2 separate regions of the Zea mays genome follow, and region 2 is linked to region 1. A link is a contact called in public Hi-C data. All regions are on one chromosome and are shown on one strand. The core of a region is the stretch at or near the end of the contact, and the rest is flanking DNA. Distances in the headings are between cores, read along the strand shown. Region 1 holds the start of LOC100194186. Region 2 holds the start of LOC100282440.

The links. Hi-C and Micro-C count contacts between places; a contact is called where the count stands out from the background.
Region 2: a Hi-C map of ear shows a contact between it and region 1, with 2.2 times the contacts expected there. The contact joins the promoter of LOC100282440 here to the promoter of LOC100194186 in region 1. A contact is called at or near these places in 8 of 25 Hi-C or Micro-C datasets (bundle sheath, ear, endosperm and 3 more).

The regions. Positions count from the first base shown.
Region 1 is chr5:41,377,949-41,382,463 of Zm-B73-REFERENCE-NAM-5.0, forward strand. LOC100194186 reads right to left here and starts at 2,339. Exons shown (of 7, transcript NM_001139233.1): 1 at 2,044-2,339. The coding sequence starts at 2,149. It also overlaps the pseudogene LOC100383530.
Region 2 is chr5:41,564,309-41,568,823 of Zm-B73-REFERENCE-NAM-5.0, forward strand. It overlaps LOC100282440, which reads left to right and starts at 2,109. Exons shown (of 9, transcript NM_001155351.1): 1 at 2,109-2,397; 2 at 4,421-4,515. The coding sequence starts at 2,224.

The DNA of each region.
Region 1 (4,515 bases), core at 1,089-3,588:
CAGAATTGATTCTCACCTGCTCCCCACACAACTACCCGCACTGCTCACCCACCAGAATCACTCCATCGGAGAATCAAGAAGTGAAGCTCAAAAATCGGGAAGGGGAGCTCTACCAAAGTAGCTTTTTAATTAGCAAATGGGCTTATTAAAAAGGGTACGAACTCCCTCATCATTTTGGGTGCTTGGGCAATCTGGAATCATCGAGAATAGATGTGTTTTCGATGGTTGGAATCCCAATATAACTCTAATCCTTCGCTGGGCAAATGAGGAGAGGCGACGGTGGGAAATAGCGGGTGCCAAAGGCTTTCTTATCTGGCAGCCCCCTTAGCTGAGTCCTAGGGGCTGCTCTAGTAGAGTGTGGGTTGTGTTTTTCTAGATGGACTCTTTCTGTATGCTTGTTTCTGGCCCCAGTAAGGGGTTTTTTCTGTATAGGGCCTTTCTTTAGACCTTGGTTACTTCTTCTTAATATAATGAGGCGCAGTTCTCCTGTGTGTTCCGAGAAAAAAAACATTCAACACAAACTGATCTTATATATTACACCTAATAGACCACACATGATGCAGGCTGTGCAGCAAATGAAATCACTGGAGCTCTCAAATCATTTCATAGCTACATGATAAAGGTTCTGTGAATTCTGCTAGTAAAGTTATCATGCGCTTGACAATCTCTGGCAACAAACATTATCGTGTTCCACAGCAAAGCATGACACTGCTTCCGTTATAAGTATTGCATTTTAACTTGAATGGTGAACGTGGCTCAAACATGCAGAGAGTTCCAGGAGTTATTTACATGCTTAGCTCACAAAATAAACCAGAATAATCTGCAGAACATGTCCCTTTGGTAAGGAAGCAGAGACTAATAGAACTGAGAAGTGCCCCCTGAATTAGAGTGCTGTTTCTTGGTTGGCTCATGAACCTATAAACAACTATAATTTAGCCATAATATATGCCAGGATCTGTAATTTCCAAACATTCCCTAGACAATTCCAATTATTTTGGCCTTGCCTCCTGTCAACAAGAGAATAAGAAAGCAGAGAATTTTCATGAGGTACAAGGAAAAACTATGTTTGGCCTCACAAAGTTTAGACGCAAGTATATGAAAGGGGCAACTCCTAAAAGGATACGGCTTTTTAAGGCTGAAAAGGCACACACAAAGAAAGGCACAAGAGTCCAAGAAACAGTTGCTATTCAAGTGGTGTAAATTTAGAATTTCATTTCATACTGATGGGAGGGGGGAAGAGCTACTCAAATGACTAATTACAAATCAAGTTCTCGATTTCATTAGAAAGTCACTCTGGCATTGCTGAGAAATCAGGTTGTTGAATTCATTTACATGTTAATAATAGCTTTCTAAAAGCAGGAAAGGATAAATTTCACACATTCTGATCTGAGGCCTTATAGCCTACAGATGATCCAAGCTGTCCTAAAAAAAGATATTGTGGTGGTACTCAAATCATTTCATAGCTACTATATGATAAAGGTTCATTAAATTCTTCTGGTAAAGTCATCTCATGCTAATAATCTCTGGACGCAAACATTATTCTGTCCCACAGCAGAGCATGACACAGATTGTATTTCAAGTGCTTCCTCCATTTCAAAATGTAGGGTGTATTACAAATTTGTATGTTAAGTGCGCAAAAGATACATCGGTAGATTTGTATTCCACATGTTTTTTTAGTAAGATATTGGTTTGCAGTAATTGGTAACATATTGTATAGGAAATTAGTGGTGAAAGTATATCTCACGAGACTTTCTCGGATCTTAATACACGAAAGAACTAGCTGTAGTATACCTGGGGGTGTTCTTATGAGTTGGCTACAAGTTTTGTCCATAATAAATTAAACATGAATAGTCTGCGGAACATGTCCGTCTAGGATGGAAATGAGAATCCACGAATTAAACTGTAAGCAAGACATCGAAGAAATGATACACTGAATAAGAGTGCCGATACTTGGTTGGCCCGTGAGCCTATAATCTAGCCGCAATTAAGTTAAATCCCACTAAGCCAAACCAACTCACTATCTAGCCCATGAGGCAGACTGACCTGAGTCGCCAACGACGAGTACACGAACCTGGCCGCAGGGCGGCCCGCCGCTAAGGTCCCGTCCGTTGCCGCCACCAGTACCGCCGCCGTCCTTCCAGAACAACATCTCCTATTCCCTCCTCTTCCACCTCCTCCTAACCCCAATCAAGCAGCAGCAACTAGATCAACGGATCCGGAGGCGGAGGCGCCGGCGCTGTCGTCGCCAGCCGCATCTGGGAGGTGGGGTGGAAAGGGATCCGAGAGGGTGAGTAGCAGCAGCGTCAGAGGGAGAGGGATGTTTCCCGGTGGGACGGAAGGATTTGCGGCTGCCGGGGAGTTGGTTGGTTGGTCGGCTGCCGTATACATGCGACGGTACGAGCCCCTTCCGCTGCTGTAGTGCAGTAGTTCGGCGGCCGCCGATCGGCCACGGAGGGATAGGGACGCAGGCAGATATGATGAAGAAATCTGTGTATATTAGGTATATGCGTTGCCACGGTTTTTTTGGTTTGAACGTTTTTAGTCCAACTCAACCCTTTTAGACCATTTGGTTCTTTCAACCAGTATCCAAATTTCGAGTCAATTCTTGTTTTACCAGCTGATGCAATTGATAGATTTCCCAAATTCAGGCAAGCAGGATACAAACCCTTTATAACACTTCATTTCTTTTGTATACATTGGCAGATACTTGGATGCCCAACTTGACAAAAAGAATACAAGACAACGAAGAAAGAAGGATGAAAACAGGCCTGTCACCATAGTCGAGAAACATAAATCCTGAGACGAATGTTGCATTTTGTACCATATACGGGAACTAGTAGGATGCCCGTGCCTTGCTACGGCAGCTTAAAAATTAATAGAAAACAGTGATATGATATAATTACAATCTTTGATTGATGATTTTGTAGCTAACAAACAACGCCACCATCAAAAAGGACACAAGTTAAATAGGCAAGTTATTCTCAAAAGATTTCATTAAGCCAACTTCAGTAGTACATATGATTAACATGTCTGGATCTGTAGTTTATCTAGAGCTTTCTTGATGTCTGCCTCCGCCAAATCAAGATCAGCAAGATGCATGTGTGCTTGTGCCCTTTTCTATAAGGTCTCCACATTTGTGCATTCAGATTCCAGGACCTAAATGCCAAAACTTATTGTAAGAAAAAAAATCATTCCAAGAGCGTGGGTTGATGGTTGCGTTTAAACAATAATTCGTATGAAATGCCTACATAATTTGATCTATGTAGTAGGGATCAATCGATATGCCAAATAGCATGATTTAAATGGAATTCAAACTCCAGTTAAAGTTTTGCTTTTTCAACAGTATATTTTAGATCAAAGCAGCATGGATGCTATAACACAAACAAAAGGACAAGGATCAAAACTATAGTAATGAAACAAAAGTTCAGCTAAGTACACCAGCAATTACCAAAACAACACCACAAGCAGACTAATAGTGTAACATACAAATTTTTTAATTCTTTGTTTGTTTTTTGGTTGTGTGCATGTGTTTTGGTGGGTGGGTGTTTTTTTTGGGGGGGATTAGGTATACTTAACTTTCCCATCAGAAAACTTGACTAAAAACGATAAGGAAAAAAATAACTACAGGGTCCATGTAAAAGATCTGTGGATAACATATGTTGATTTCTCATGGGAAACAAGAAAAGAAAACAGTGGTTCAAGTTGCTTACCTTTTTAGATGTTTCATCAACATGTGTCTGGTCTCCTTTTTGATACTTTGCATGCACAAGTGGTTTAGCATCATCTCTGCTATTGTACGAGCCTCTTTTGTTGTTAAGATGGTTGCCTGCAATTTGTTAGCACACACAGAAAATTTCGCGCGCACACAGAAAATTTTCTGCTTCTAAGTGGGTTCCCTGGTCTATATAGCACACACATAAAATTTGGCAACTATACTATTGAAACAACTATATCGCCACAGTACATGTGCTCTGATCCATCCCAGGAAAAGCAATCCTAATTCGCTACACATAGCCAACACAAAACTTGACTGGACATAATACCTCCCTAATATCTATGCTTGCAAGATAGTGACTACAACTAATCAGCTACACGTGCAATAGAAACCAGATGACAATGTAACTGTACAAGTACAAAAGCTGTAAAATCAATAGAATACAATTAAACAAAGTAAATTTGCAGGAAACAAATATCGGGATATGACAGGCAACAGAAAAGCAACCAAAAGTAAGTTCCTGCTGCAAGGGTGCTATCCTGGTGCTCTTCGCACACCAGTTAAATATGCAACTATGAAATGCCAAAGGTCATAGCACCTGAGTGTGTGTGCTTCGATTCAAAAGGATCTCCCAAACACCTAAGGGACCAACAGCTTCCAGAACTCAAAAGATTAAACTGACATGCGACTACTAGCAGCAGAACACAAAACAAACCTCTGCTGCAAAGAGGGTTCCTTGATCCATATAGCCCGCACAAAACAATAGGCGCAATTGAAAGAGCTATATCGACACTTATTAC
Region 2 (4,515 bases), core at 859-3,358, 190 kb after region 1:
TTAATGGGGGACGACGGCTGTGTCATGCACGTAGGGGTGGTAACGGGCCATTTAATTTAGCCTAATAAATTTAAGGATCGAATCAAGTTAGAGTCGGATCATAAAACAATATAATTTTGAACTAACAAAATTAAGGGTCTTGTTGGTTTGTGAAGCAAATATTAGAGCCATGATCCATTACCACCCCTACATACACGGCGTGTGTTGATTGAAACAAATTTGAGTAGTGTTTTTATAAAATTGTGACCGTAGAACCATTGAACCAGAAAATTGATGCTTTATAATAATAGAGATAGAGATATACACGATCTGTTGGTCACAGCCTAACCCAGAGATGATAGGATGAAAATTTGTTAGGCATTTTTGGGTGTTTTGGCAAGCTATTAGAGTAAGGATTAAAGAGATGAAAGATGAGATATGAGAGGTTAAACGTAAAATTAGCATATATTAGATATGCGTATTAATGTCATTATATAATTGTACTATCGTATAATTTAGGACAAAAGTAAAATGCATCTCAACATATTATCTTCAAACTGTCAAAATTAGAAAAACAGGTACTAAAACTTTACGAACTATTAAAAGCTGAGTTTGGTCCATCTAAATACCACCAAACTGGATGCTTAAAACCGGTTTAGAATTAGCCGGGCAAGTTCGAATGTAGGTTTCTTTTTTTTTTTTTCTAATTTTAAGAGTTTGGATCCAAGTGTATCGGATACAACTAAGGGCCCGTTCGGTTGATAGAGAATAGAAGACTAGAACGGTTTTGGTCCAGATTGCTTCTCTAATTTGTATAAGTTTTAATTAACAGGAACAATTCTTAGTCCAATCCTATAGAAACGAACGGACCCTAATGGCGATAATGGATTATGATTCGAATATTTTTTCATGATTTGTTTATCCCCTTAATTAATTTTAATATAAAAATGATAGTAATAGAACCCGATTATAACAAAGCTCATTACCGCCCCTATATAATAATAATAACAACAATAATAACAATAGTAGTAGTATTCCCTCTGTCCATATAATTTGGTCGTTTTAGATTTATTTTAAGTTAAACTATTTAAACTTTGACCACAATATTTTTAAGATTAACTTACTTTAATATATTATTGTAGTTTAAATCATGATAAATCTAGAAAATTTACTTTTGTGTTGTAAAATCTTATCAAATATCCGATATAATTAGTCAAAGTTGATACTAATTAATTTAAAACAAATTCAAAATGACTTAAATCATGTGGAGTGAGTAGTAGTAGTAGTAACAACAACAATAATAATAAACATTTCTTCATTTCCGTTCCCAAATCGCATTCGACAGGAACCGAACTTATGGGACGGCCACAGAACGAGAAAATTAGATTTATGCCATTATGAAACTTAGGATTCGCTCAAATGCCATTATAAAAACACGCTTCACTAAAAAATCATTATCAAACGTTGTCTTACAGATAAAATACCATTTAAAAAGTTATTTAAAACTTAACCTTATTTGATTATATTGACAGCCAGTGACGGTACACTTTTGTCCCTCGAACCAAAAGCGCCGACATCTCAAACCCGACGACGCTCTCTTCTCTATCCTCTGTCCCTTCCACCAAAACCGACGGCGACGTCGCTCTCCTCCACCGGTGCTTGGCGCTCTCCCTCCACCAGCGACGGTCCACCGACGCTCGGCGAGCTCCACTGGCGGGCGCTGGTCAGATCCGCTTGGCAGTCATCCACCTGGCACATCGGGTAGCTCACGCCTCCGTTGGCAGTCCCACCGCCGCCCGGCCCTCCCCCAGCGCCTCCGGTGATCCGGACCGCACCCGCCTGCTCGGCCTAACGACCGGCTCCTGCCCCGCCGCAGCCAAAGCTCCCAGCGTCCTCCCGCAGGCCGAGCTGAAGGTTCAGGGCGCCGGTGGAGTTCGACGACGAAACTCCGTCACGTCATACCTCTCCGCCTCCCGTCTTCCGGACGTCTCCAATCGGGGCTTCCAATATAATCAAATAAGGTTAAGTTTCAAATAACCCCTAAATAGTATTTTGTCTGTAATACAACGTTTGATAGTGGTCTCTTACTCTCTTAGCTTATAATAGTATTTGAGCGAATCCTAAGTTTCATAATGGCATAAATCCAATTTTCTCTACAGGAAACACGGCATCCTCGCTGACGCCGGAGAAGCCGAAGCTACAAGTTCGCCCGTCGGAGCCGCAGCACAGGCGCTTGCAAACGCGATGGGGAGCGCGGACCTGGTGCTCAAGATGGCTTGCGAGGGCTGCGGCAACACGTCGGATCTCTACGGCACGGGGTGCAAGCACACCACTCTCTGCAGTGACTGCGGGAAGTCCATGGCACGCTCCCGTGCCCGCTGCCTCGTCTGCTCCGCGCCCATCACCAGGCTCATCCGGGTACGGATCCACTTCTCCGCTTTATTATTCTTTACCTGCGCGCGCAGCGGGAGTCGAGAGGGCGTTCGATGGCATGACCTCGCGACAGGTACCTTTGCGCTGGCGACCTAGGGTTCGGTTGTGCCGATGGCGGTAATAGTTCGGGGGTTGAGGCATTGGGATGTCTGAAGAGTCTTCAGAATCAATGAGCTGAACTTTGTTGACCTTTGTGTTGGTTTTGGGAATATAATATGATGGGGGTGGGTATATGAATCAAAATTCATTGTAGATGTAATCATATATGGCGACATTCACTTTAGAAATTTAGATGATTGCTGATTCAAGTTTGCCGCTCATCTTTTTGGGGAGATAATTGGTTTTTTGCCACTCACAAGATTGTCTTCTTGTTATAATTACCACTGTGTCTATGAATTGTGGGTCCAGCTGGGTCTATGAAATGTGGGTCTGATGACAATTTTACAAACCTGTTTGTTGCTGATGGCAAATATCAGAATCTCTCTCTTTTTGGGACACTGGAGTGGCAACCAATAGCCATAGTTCATGCAAGAATAGGTGTTACTAGATGACACTGACTGCCTGGGCATTATTATGGAAGAGCAATCACTTGCTTGTTGAACTAGGCCAATATAACTTGGAGGATGTGATGATTTGCTCACTCAAATAAACAAAAAACTTATAACTTTACAAAGGTTGGCCTTGCGCAGTGGATCACAATTTGTTTTAAAAACATTGCATAGTTGAGATTCGGTGTAATGACAGTATAAACATGTGGTGATTCTAAATCTATATTCTACTAGTATATATAGTGTCACCAAAAACAGTAGTTGCTGGCTCAATAACTTCTAAGCTCTTCCACTTGATAAAGGATCTGAAAGATTACTGCTAGAGCACATGACAATTAAATTAATGTTTCTTTTTAACTTTAAGAATCTACTGCATTGGATAAGTGGCACTTTTTCTGCCCCTTGGAAATGACCTAAGCTAAACAAAAGGAAAAAAAACACTCACTCAGATTTGGTCGCGATAGAGCCTGACCATTAGAGGTAGATTATGATGGACAGATGGAGGAAGAAACCAGTGGCACGAGAAAAGAGATATATCACTCAAATGGCATTTATGGTAATGTATTGTGATGATTGAACAATTTTTTGAGGTGATATCAGCCATTTTTTGTTCATACAGTGTATTTGTGCTTCGGGAAAATACTAACCAGATGGTGTGAGTTACATTTCTAATATATTTTGTTGAAATCATTTGCAGAAAAAATTAGATTAACTGGAGACTAGAATATTGGTCTATTGTGGCAATGAAGTATTTCACCGGGAATCTTACACTCCTAATTCCTAAAGAGTGCTATAGTATTGGAATTTACTTGGCAACAATGTAATACATCTTAATTTGAGACAGTACAAGTGACCAGTGGTGTTTAAGTTCTATTAGTAGTCAAACAAGCTTCAGAATGGTAAACCATTTAAAAAAATGACTTCATTTTTTGTTCATGTAAGCCAAACTCGAGTTGGTAGAAGGAATATACCAAATTTTTTTGTTCTGTTCTGGTGAAGTGATCCCTTAGACATGGCACCTATGCTGGTGATGACAATTCAACCAGACTGATTGGCTTTGTTTTGTGTCTACAAGTTTGGAATCTATCAACCTCTTTATGTTTTGTCTACAAGGCACGCCATGTAAGGACATGTTAGATTAGAGTTCATGCTAGGTTCACAATTCTAAAGTGCTTAATGATGAATTACTCAATGCTGTTGCATGGGTTCAAAGGTGAGGCAAGTGTTGGGTCTGCCTGGATGCCTAGGCCGTAGGCGTTGCCTAGGCGATAATGTGCCACTGTTTCCCAAGGTGAGCTGTGTACGCCTAGACGATGCCTTTGAAACACGGTGATGTGGTTTACCTATCAGAAGGATTTTTTCCTTTTTTTTTTCATTGCAGAATTCCAGTATGCATGTCATTTGTAGGTTTGCATTGGATTAATTTGTTGATGTGTCAGTATCAATCATTTTTTTGGCAGGAATATAATGTACGAGCTAATTCTGTTATGGATAAGACATACTCTATTGGACGATTTGTCACTGGTTTACCTCCTTTCTCGAAAAAGAAGAATGC